Linked DNA regions of Zea mays: region 1 is linked to region 2. The links are chromatin contacts, called in public Hi-C maps. All regions are on one chromosome and are shown on one strand. Each heading gives the region's core, a stretch centred on a gene start, on an enhancer-like site or on the middle of the called end of the contact. The rest is flanking DNA. Distances are from core to core; before and after follow the strand shown. Region 1 holds the start of LOC100274308 (putative RING zinc finger domain superfamily protein). Region 2 holds the start of LOC100216607 (CBS domain-containing protein CBSCBSPB2).

The links. Hi-C and Micro-C count contacts between places; a contact is called where the count stands out from the background.
Region 1: a Hi-C map of bundle sheath shows a contact between it and region 2, with 2.6 times the contacts expected there. The contact joins the promoter of LOC100274308 here to the promoter of LOC100216607 in region 2. A contact is called at or near these places in 3 of 25 Hi-C or Micro-C datasets (bundle sheath, ear and tassel).

Annotation. Positions count from the first base shown.
Region 1 is chr4:211,123,882-211,129,928 of Zm-B73-REFERENCE-NAM-5.0, reverse strand. It overlaps LOC100274308 (putative RING zinc finger domain superfamily protein), which reads right to left and starts at 2,061. Exons shown (of 15, transcript NM_001148671.2): 1 at 1,919-2,061; 2 at 1,660-1,816; 3 at 693-787; 4 at 373-434; 5 at 111-202; 6 at 1-37. The coding sequence starts at 2,003.
Region 2 is chr4:210,802,867-210,808,623 of Zm-B73-REFERENCE-NAM-5.0, reverse strand. LOC100216607 (CBS domain-containing protein CBSCBSPB2) reads left to right here and starts at 2,015. Exons shown (of 12, transcript NM_001143020.1): 1 at 2,015-2,142; 2 at 2,988-3,158; 3 at 3,667-3,745; 4 at 3,846-3,959; 5 at 4,044-4,110; 6 at 4,200-4,305; 7 at 4,386-4,444; 8 at 4,529-4,632; 9 at 4,714-4,841; 10 at 4,923-5,005; 11 at 5,275-5,364. The coding sequence starts at 2,073.

The DNA.
Region 1 (6,047 bases), core at 812-3,311, 320 kb before region 2:
TGAAGACCTCCTTAACCACTCTGAGAAACATCCATTGCTTAAAAAATGAAGGATCAGAGCCGAGACTTTCAGAGAAACCAACAGAAAAAAAGTAATACTAACAAATTTACCAGAAGTTGTGCAGGCATGGAGCAACAGTAACAACATCATGCCACAAATTCAGGCATATGCTGCATTTTGCATTCTCGATATCTAGAACAATCTGAAATCATCATTTAGCTAGAAGTTAGTTTTTCCCCAACCTGGCTGTACGAGAGCTATGTATCATGCATTAGGATAAAGGGAGTATAAGAATACAAAACACACACGCCCAAGAAAAAGTAGTATGTGAAGAAGATCTTTTTACACGAGTACTAATTTCCAGAATAATACCTTGACATTTTTTTTTTCATGATCCTCTGCCTCTGTAATTTCAAATGTATATATTAAATGCCCTGGAAAAATAATGAAGCACATGAATGTGTCATAGACATTCATTTCACTTGTTAAGAATTAGAGAGGCACACACACAAAAAAAAAGATTTTTTTAAGTTATTCACTGTCCCAAGAAAGCACCTTTATACTGACAATATTATTGATAGATGAATATGCAAAAACAAGTCAAAGCTGTTCAAGGCTTCCCAAAGCCACAAGAGTAGTACTTTCTTTTTCAGTATAAAGATTTGCTGTCAAGGTCCTGAAAATAACCATACCTTCTTTCTGGGGTCCAGAGACAATCTCACTGCCTGGTTTGATGTCTACGCATTCTTGTTCGACAATTCTTCCATCAACAATAATTGCATCCGAGCTTTATCAATGGAACAGGGAAGACATGAGAAGCATGTATCATCAGCAAGAATTCAACAAAACAAATAGTACAAAAAAATATCTCACAACAAAAATTGGGAGGCAAACAAAGGTGGGAAAAGTTAATTTTGTGAACCAACACATAAAGATAAAACAATTTTCATTTTTTGCAAGACATAGTCAATCAAATAGCTTAAAGAGAGTGCCAAGAATTAAGAGTCTGGGATTTGCCTACATCCCATTTGTGTTTGCAACATGCATTTCAAATTTTCCATTCTTGATTTTGCACAATCAGACACACCAAATGTATAGACAAACTGTTACAAATTGGCATCAACGTTTTATATGAAATGTAGCCAAATCCCACCACAGAAAAACTGAAGCTTGCCTGACTTCTCTTGCTAAATAAAGAGCATTCTCAAGAACTGAGTTTAGACTACAATACTACTACAACAATCTAGGAAGACAGAATCTGGAATAGATCGAGGATACTAAAAGTTGTGGATACCACTAATAAGTCGGCAAAAATGGAACAGACAACAATTTAGCCTTGCTATCACTACCATTGTACTTGTACCTCTTTCAAGGGACCTAAACCGGAGAACACTGGGGTATACAGGCAGGCACTAAAGGTAACGCGTCCATTCCAACATTTGAGCCGTGAGTACCAATTAAAAGAGGTGATGAACAGAGCTCACACAAAGTCCCCGTCAGTTTTCTCAAAATAGACGTCGCCCTTTTCGGACATTTTGTCACTCCCGGAGGAGACGCACTGTTAAAAAGTCTTACACGGCACGCCACCACAGTCAAAGGATCCACAGGAACACGAAAAAAGGCATGGACCCAAGTCCCCAAAGGCGCAGGATAGAGCACCTAAGGTTCCGAATAGTGGCGGACGACGCGTCCCCGGCATTCCGCCTGATCTCGCACCACGCGACCTCCTCCCCGCCGCAGGGCGGCGCAACGAGGGAGCAGACCACGGAGTCGTCTTCGGCCACCTCCACCGTCGGGCACGCGGAATCGGCGGGCACTGCCAATGAATGGGACAACCAAACAAGAGAAGAGAATCAAGAAGCCGTGCAGATGAAGGAACCCGTGGAGAACCGAGAAGGGGTGGGGGCAGCTGCCCTACCCAGCCTAGCCCATACGGTGGGGGAGGACGGGGAGGCGGCAGAGGGCTGAGGGGGTTTGGAGGTGGAGCACTCGCCGGCGTCCATGGTGCAGGGAGGCGAGGAGCGGCGTGCGTGCACGGTGTACGGCACACGGCTGCGTAGGGGGCAAGAAGGGGGCCTCTACTTCCTTCTGGGTTTTTGCGGTTTTGTTGCAGCGCCGTGGCCCGTGGGGCCCGCTTGGGACGTCGTGGTTCCCAACCATTTCCATGGGCCCGTGAGTGAATGGATAGGCCGACCGTTGTAATGGTCTGGGCCGGAAAAGTGACTACGGATGTTAATGGGCTGCTGAGCTTTTGAAGTTTGTCCCATTTAGCAGTAAGCTCGGTCCATGATGAAAAACGGACACACCGGCGATCGCGGGCGGCCGAAAATTAGTGCGCTATTTGCAAACGACATAGTTAATATGTACTAACTATTAAGACTGTAATGTAGATTGCCCTCGCCAAACAACTGCCCGCCCGATCCCGCCGCGACCCCCGCCCTCCGCCAACCGCCTGCTGCGACCCTCGCCCGTCGCCAACCGCACGCCGCCAGCCGCAAGGCGCGAACGCCCGACCGCCGCGACCGCTCCGCAAACGCCGCAAACAGCCATAACCGCGCTGGAGGCGAATCGAAAACCCCAAGAGACGGCGAAAGCGAGCGCGGGTAGCAACTGACCATAACCGCGCAGTGGCCCCAGCCGGAGTCGGGGGTTGGCGCGGCGGCAGGGCGGAGACATCAGGAGGCGGAGCGGTGGAGGACGCCGCTAGCCATGTGAGCACGGGGCAGGGCGTCGTGGTGTCCGGGCCTGGGGCATTCGAGGAAGGGGAGCTTGGTGCGGCAATGGTGCGTTCCAGGTTCTCGATCCAGTTGGAGGTTGAATTGGAGCAAAGGGTACACAGCTACGTATTAGCTCACAGACTAGCGCTATTTGGTTAAGCACCTGATCGCCCAGTGCCTGATATGTTTGTTCATAAATAGCCAGTAGCCGTCACCTGCAAGTACAGTACGGAAGTGCCAACCTGAACTTTACTTGAGCTTGATAAAAGCAAAACGCGCGGTTCCACTACCAAACTATGATGTGCATCTAGAGTTTAATCAGCTCTGCTCTACGTTTTTTTAGCTATGCTCTATGTTTTTTAGCCATACTTTTCAGCTCTGCTCTACGTTTTTTTAGCCAGATAGATATAGTTGCACAAACTCTGCTTCAGGAAAAAAAGGTAAAGTTGTAAGATCATCTAAAGGGTGCTCCAAAAACTCTAGGTTTTTATAAAACTGCTCAGCCGATGGAGTTTGTAGATCAAAGTTCATAAAGCAGTTCCAAACAGGCGTAAGGCTGCAGTTAATACTTGTTGCGCCGGTGGACCACCACGCACAATGAAAACATGCTTAGAATAAACATTACTCCTGCTTAGCATAAGTAGACTGAAAAGCCAAGGATCCACCTGATAAAAGCTCAGATATAACGAATACATGAAATTGCAGTCTGAAGTCTGAACTAACAGAAATGGTACCTAGCACCTCCAGACCTTATTGTTGCAAAAACGAATAACCTATTGGCACAACAATTATCCAGTTCAACTATTTGTTGCCCTCAAGTATCAACCATCAGAACTGGAATTCGTTCCACTTCCCTCCTGCTTAGATCCCAGATGGGGATAACAAGTAAAGCTCTTACATACCTGGCAGTCCGAGAAGAAATTAACTGGCCACCAGGTAGCTTTGCTAATAGGCATTCCAAGCCATTCGTGTCCATTGCTCCATGATAGTTCCTGTTGGTGATGTTAGCTCTAAAAAAGGAGTATTAAAGCTCAGATGCTTACTTACCTTTCAGCGTCCACTAGGTCTTAAAACGTGTGAAAGGAACTCACTAGGTCACCTAACTATGAATGCAACTAAAGCTACGCATGCAACCGTGCATGCAAATGCCACTACTACATGCAAAGCCTACATTTGCACACGCGTAAATGCAAAGCCTGCTGCGCATGCGAGTGACAGAGCATGTGTTTGATACCCGGTAGGAATTATATGTTAAAAATAAATGCGTTCATCAGCACATGTGTTTGGACTATAGATGTCCAAACGGATCGGACTTGCCGGGCGGCCCGAAACCTGGCACGAACCTGGCATGACACGAAGTGAACCGGGTCCGTGCCGGCCCGGCCCGGCACAGTCACCGGGTCGTGCCTGGGCCGAAGGCGTGACACGATGGGCTAGGCCCGACGTGATTTTATTTTTTTCTATTTTTTCATATAATATATTATACTTGAATATAGAGTATAAAACACAAGAAACATATGTTTTTGTTGGTTATGTGGGTGTAAATAAATGTTTAGAGCTAATAAATATGGTTTAAACCCTCAAAAATGCATACTTTTAGGATATTTTTTATCATTTAAACGTCATATATTGTTATGGGCCCGTTAGGCCCGTCGGGCCGTGGGCCGGCCCGACACGATTATTAAGCTAGCAGGCCATGCTTGGGCCTCACTTGGGGCTCGTGGGCCGGCACAGCACGGCCCGCTAGCTAATCCGGGTCGGGCCGACACGATCCTAATCTGTGTCGGGCCTAGCCGTGCTCGGGCCGGGCTGGCACGGCCCGTCCATTTGGACATCTACAGTTTCAAGGAACTAAACGGTAAAAATAAGATAAAATATATGTAAATAGGATTTGAACCATGATTATTTGCTTTAAACTCACGTTCACATCTACCTAGCCACCAGAACACACATTTTATATTTTAGACTCTATACTCAAATATAATATAGAAACTTTTATGAAAAATAGGGGAAAAATAAAACCGGGTCATGCTCAGGCCAACCATGATACTTTTTACATGAGTTTGCTACCTCGATGATCTGTATAATTTTCTTTGCATTTAATATCAGTTATAACTATGACAACTAATTTTTAGTCGTTTTGGACCGAAAAATATAGATTGGTCAAGTCGTTTAGTAAAACAACATATCACACATACATGCAAATTGTTTTCACATCTTAATGAAATATATATCCGTATGCAAATTAGCGAGTCAATTTTTAGAATAGTTCATAGCCATCGGTTCAGAACTTTATACGAAAGAATGTTGGCTCGACGTCTACTTATGCGAAAGAATGTTGTCTCTTCCCTTTCCTATAGGAGGGTGAAATAAGTTTTACCAGCAGCGTTGCACCGGAGGTGCCAGTAGCCTTAGTGTACCAGTCGCTCCTCAAAATGGACTCACTGGCAGCAAAATGTTCTCTAACGAGTTGACTCGTGTACTCGACTAGGATTGTACTTTGTCTCTTCTGTCAACTGAGCTATGGTGAATTCTATCGACATCAATATTAGCACGATGGTTCGCCCAACTGAGCATGTCCCCAGTCCACAAAACTATGTAGTTGAGAACCTCACATGTAGATTCATATTAGTTAACAGATTGCTTGAACAAACTAACACGGTTGTTTGATCTATGCAAAAGATGGCACTGATTGTTTGATCTAAATGTTGCGAAATGGTCTCCAATAAAAATTACATGGTTGCCTCATGGTCTATGTAAGGAAACCTTGAATTTGAATGCGTACATCTTCAGTTGCTCTGCCTGCTTTTAGAGGATTCGCGTTTAGATGGGTTGAATATTGTTATATTACTTGTCTTTATGTAGTAATGTAGAAATCATGCCACAACACATTTTTCCACAACATAAAAGATAAGAGGGCCATATTTATGTGCTAAAATAATTTTGATAATCACAACTCACCGTCCCCTTTCAATAGTCTTATGATCTCCTTTTTATATTTTTTCACCCTACAATGCAAAATTGTTATATGAAGGCCATGGTATATCATCGTATCATGTATTATCAATTTAGGATTTGCCTGTTTCATTAATAGTGGCATTGAGCCAATTTTGGTTGTTCGAAATAGCAGATTTCGATGTTTGTTATGATTGATGAGTTGATTATTGATAGCATCACTAAATAGTGACCTATGCGTGTACAAGTGTCTCCCGTTGCAACACACGGGTATATACCTAGTCCAATTTATATTTTAGTTTCTAGAAAATATGGATGTAATTGGATCGAATATGGACAAATATTATTGAAACCATATTTATTTATTTTTAAATC
Region 2 (5,757 bases), core at 766-3,265:
GGCGCGAGGCGCAGTGAGCAGGGGCACAGGCATGACGACGTCCAATGGTGGCGGTGGCGATGACAGGACAGAGACAGAGGCGCACGACGAGTGTGAGAGAAGACGAAGCACGTGTGAGAAGAAGGCCTTTGGCCCATATTCCCTAGCTTGGCGCACGACGAGTTTGAGAGAAGACAAAGCACGTGTGAGAAAGAAGGCCTCTAGCCCATATTCCCTTGCTCGGCGCTAGGCCAGGTCAGCCACCTGACAACCAGCGTGCGTCAACACGGGCAGTACCTCGGCGCCATAACCTATATCATCAAGTCGTGTTACCTTGGCGCCATGCCTATGACACCAAGTAAAGGGTCTAAAACATGAATTCTTCTTCCAGGGGTTAAACGTGATTTTTTGAAAAAGGGCTAAATTGCAAAAAATTGCCTAACTGCACTCACCTAGGATCAGTCACGCGCATGTCACTAAACTTGGTTTGCTCAACTGCTTCGCTTGCCTCCTTACCTGCTCAGGCTTTCATCGGGGTTGGAACACTAAATGTGGTTATGCCATTTTTTCTATGCACCTTGGTACGTAAAAGGGGTCAAGGCCGGCCAGTGAGACGATGGGCGATAAGCTTCATTGTGGAGATTTTACACTATAAAATTTAACAATTGAATCAGATTAGGATCAGGTTCTGTTCTTATTCATTTTTGAACTAAAATTATTTAAGAGTCCTAACTTATTGTAAAGAAATATTTGAATCGTGATTCATTACTACCCCTAGCCATAAACATATGTAAAGAAAATATATACATTGAGTATATATAATTTAATGTTAGAAAATTTTTAATGTAGATTTGTGCATTCTCTCGTATCTGTGGCATACCACTCCCTTTCTAAATTCTAAATTATAGTCTGCTTCATAGACCGGTTTAGAATACTTCCAGCTCTAGTAAATTTGATGAGTTAGTGGAGCAAGTCATTAGGTTCTCCAGGATATTAGGGCTCACAAGCAATGTCAAAGTTTACCACAGTTTCGCAGGATATCAGGGCCCACAGGCAAGGAAGCCCAAAAGAGCCAGCGATCATTCCTCTCCAAGGCTCCAAGACTCAGGCTCCAACTTTCCCGGCCGCCGCCGCCGTCGCGAATCCGCCGCCACCTACGCGGCCGCGGTCATGAGCTCCACTGCCGCTGTGGCCCTTAATCGTCGCACGCGCAGCCGGCCGCCGTCGGTCGCGTCTTCCCGCAGGTCTGATGATCCCACGGCCGCCGGCGCTGGCGCCCCCGCCAACGGCAACGGCAAAGTCTCCACCAAGCCCGCCTCCCCCGACCATACCTCGTAAGGCCGCCATAAGCCTTTTCTTTTCTCGGATTTTTCTCCCTCCTCCTCAGCTGTCACTAAGGTGCTGGGTTGGTTTCGTCAGAGGGGAGAGAACGGTCAAGAAGCTGCGGCTGTCCAAGGCGCTGACGATCGCGGAGGGGACCACGGTCTCGGAGGCGTGCCGACGGATGGCGGCGAGGCGGGTCGATGCCGTTCTGCTCACAGACGCCGGTGGCCTGCTCTCAGGCATCGTCACCGACAAGGTACCGTGTTCCTTCAGTTACATCAGTTTTGAATCTGTTGTACCAAACATGTTATGATTGGCTGGTAAGTTGTTTCGAACTTAGAAGGAATGAACTTTATGTGTAAAAATGTCATAGTTGTGGTAGTGGCTGCTTTGGATTGTACCCCACTCGCTCCCATAAGCCATAAAGCTTGCTTGTGTCCCAATCAAGTGACTGAACAGAATGCATTTCTTTAGTGTTGGACGCTTTGCACCATTACAACTTAGCTAATTCTATATTCTTTGTTTAAATTACTATATGCTTGAAATTTGCAACTGATGCCACTGTTCATGTTCTTGAGTTGAACTGTTATGCATTGATCTCTCATCTGTGTTTGGTTTGGACAAATCTGAAGCTGACTCAGCAGTATCTAACAACTAGGCGAAGTATATCCTCATGCTTCATTCTTTTCCTTTGAACTGGGATATAGGACATAGCTACAAGGGTCATTGCCGAGGGGCTGCGGGTTGAGCAAACAATCATCTCCAAGATTATGACAAGGAACCCTTCATATGTCATGGCGGACACACCTGCTATTGAGGCACTGCATAAAATGGTCCAAGGTATATGTGGACTACTGTTAATATAACTTCACATTCAAGAAAAGAAATAATGGAAATGTATATGCCTTATTTTTTATAGGATACTAAAGGAACATATTATTTTGTCAATAGTAGAAAGTTATTATTTGTCTCAAGCTTACTGCAATGACTTGGGACTTCGAATCATGTTGTATCTTAGCCACTGTATTAGTCTAGAGGGGCGTTGGTAGGATTGCGGATCCTACCAGGGATCTCCCTTAGCCTATAAGGATGAACAGTTGCGCGAGGGAGATGGGGCGCCATGGCTGACCTAGGCTGCGTGGGCAAGAGAGATTGATTCACACCAACTCCTGGCTCCCTCAGGGAAGCCAAAATAATTTGATTCTGCTTAATTCCACAGATGACCTCTTACAAGTATTTATATCCCAGCTGATGCTTATCTGATCTAAGGATAAGAGCTATGAGATCTCTTCTAATCCTTATCCAACTAACTAGAGATAATCTCTCTTTTTTATTAGCTAATCCTTATCTGATCTATCCTAGCTGATCCTGGCCGCATGTGGCCTGTGGCCTGGCCGTGGGCCTTAGCCCTCCTAGCCACTAATGTCCCTGCGCCTGGTGTAGGGGATGCCGGTCATAACAGGCGTAGTAATGGCAACTTCCATTGCTCCTGTGTTTCATAAGGAAAAGGAGGACCAGCATTTTCAAAGTGGTCCAGCATCTAAATTTGTTTAACATTTTAATGACATCATAAGGTTTAGTGCTGCATAGGCTAAACCTCATTATTTCAATGTTCCTTGAATAAACTTAATTTGAGGTATGTTATTCCTTTCTCTGAAGTTAATATGGTTTTTTTCTTATTATAGGGAAATTTAGACACCTTCCAGTTGTTGAAAATGGTGAGGTTATTGCGATGCTGGACATTGCAAAATGTCTGTATGATGCAATATCAAGACTGGAAAAGGCAGCAGAGCAAGGAAGTGCACTAGCAGCTGCCATAGAAGGGGTTGAGCGCCAGTTAGGTGGCAACTTCTCAGGTAACCATATTATTGTGTCAACTCTTACTCCATTCCTGCTTTATCTTTTTTTATCACCAGATGTTCATCAATGCACAAGAATTCACTGAACATCAGAACAAGCATATATTTTACTATTTTAGCCATATACACCAATTTCACCTATAAATTATGCTATCTAGTTCTTTGTTTTAAAAAAGGGCAGAACTAGTGTCAGAGGCTCCCAAATTTGTGGGGTTTGGGAAGGGATAAATCGAGGCTAGCCTTCCTCCCGCAAATGCGGAAAGGTTGCTTCGAACCCATGACCTAGTGACTCAGTGAGACAGCTCTTACCACTGCACCAGGCTTTTGTCTTTCTAGTTTTTTTTGAAGAAAAAATGCTTTTAACTATGCAATCACATGAAGCCAGGTCTTTTGTTGTGAACTTCAATGTTATATTGTATATATGTCTTTTCAGTTGGATGTACGTGTACTAAACTAGTTGCTGCTTTATGCACTTGCCTACAGAATTAACTGTTTTTGGATGCAGGTCCACACAATCTCTTAGAGACTCTCAGAGAACGAATGTTTAAACCTTCTTTGTCAACCATTATCACAGAGAACACAAAGTATGTTGTCACTTTTCTTTGATTCATTTATATTCTTGTGTAATTTTTTTTAGCAAAAGTTGATCTTGATAAAAATGCTTATGACTGTATTTACTTGCAGAGTAGCAACTGTTTCCCTTTCAGATCCTGTTTGTGTAGCAACCCGGAAAATGCGCGACTTACGTGTTAATTCAGTAATTATTATGGCTGGAAATTCGCTTCATGGGATCTTTACGTAAGCATTCCAACTTCATAACCTTTAATTTTCCCCTTTTTGATATTTTTTTAGTTAATAATGATATATGGTTGTGGATTTCAGCTCAAAGGATGTGCTGATGCGTGTTGTGGCCCAAAATCTTTCTCCTGAGTTAACTCTAGTAGAAAAGGTTTCTCCTGCAGATTTATGATTTGTATTCCAAAAGATGTTGAATTTTGTATTCATCCTAGACACACAGTGTCTACTATTTTGATCCAGGTAATGACTGCACACCCCGACTGTGCTACATTGGACACAACAATCCTTGATGCACTACATATCATGCATGATGGCAAATTCTTGCATATTCCTGTTCTTGATGGAGGTAAACTTTGATTCTTCTAGCCTAAGGTTGCCTGCTTTGATGCTTCCATTGTGTATCTGATTTTCCTTTTCCTTGAACAGATGGGCAGGTTGCTGCTTGCTTGGACGTTCTGCAACTTACCCATGCTGCCATTTCAATGGTCTCCCTCTTCATGGCCTGTGTGCTCTCTTTCTTAATCCATCCTTGTAATCTTAGTCCATCTGAAATGTTTTTCCCCCTGAAGGTTGAAGGAGGTCCTGGTGGCGCAAATGATGTGGCAAACACAATAATGCAGAAATTCTGGGACTCTGCACTAGAGCCTCCAGATGAGGATTTTGATAGTCACAGGTTTAGTTAATATTTCCTTTGGGTTCCTTCTATGTCTTCCCTTTCAAATGCAAGGTTATCCTGAATTGTTGCATTGCACAGTGAATTATCTTTAGTGGTGCCATCAGATGCTGGGGATGGCAGGAGTTGTATTTATCCTCCTGCTGTTGGTAATTCATTTGTATTTAAGCTTCAGGACAGAAAGGGACGTATGCATAGATTTACTTGTGGTAGGTACTGAATATGATGTTAGAGAGTTGGCTGTGTCTCTGCTGAATGCTTCAGCTAACAGCTTATTTGTTCGATTTCAGGCTCTGAGAGTTTAGATGAGCTGATGTCTTCTGTAATCCAAAGGTTAGGCATGGGTGATGAGAAGAGTGTGATTCAACTGTTGGTAAGCTTGAATAATTTGGCATCCCAATACACATAATTCCCATTGTTTCCAACTTCTAGAAGTTATATTGTAGGGTAATAAATATGTGTTCTGTGTATGACCTTCAAATAGAAGATACTATTTTTATGCTCATGGAATAATCATGTATCTCATTAGGTATCCTGTTGTTGTCAAGTACTATTGAATTAATCTGTGAGCTTAGCTTATTTAGAATACCCTGCATACTGAACAATTGTACCAGCTAAAACTCCATGTGTTGCTCTGTGCAGTATGAGGATGATGAAGGCGACAAGGTGCTGTTGACAACCAATTCTGATCTTACTGGTGCTGTGTTGTATGCAAAATCATCTGGATTGAAGGTCTTTCACTTCTCTGATGTGGACCCCCTTTTGTTCGCTTAAAAACTACCATTTGAGTATTTATCATACTGTGGAGCTGTTTAGGTCCTAACAATAATTTGCCGCAACTAACCTTAGGCAAGTGTGTTTAATTAGTTTGGAGTAACACTTTGCCACGACTCAAGGAATCTTGCCACACTTTTTTACTCTATGATGACATGTGGAGCCTGAGGAATCTTGCTTATGTTTTAGTTGGCAACCGAACACTTGCCAACATAGTTAAACACTGCCACAGTTGTACTTGGATTGGTTTTCATGCTTTTGCTAAATAGGGGATGACATAGCCATGGCGCATGATCATATATTCATATACACACGATGAAATGCAAAGCTGGAGTGTGGAAATACTAACTT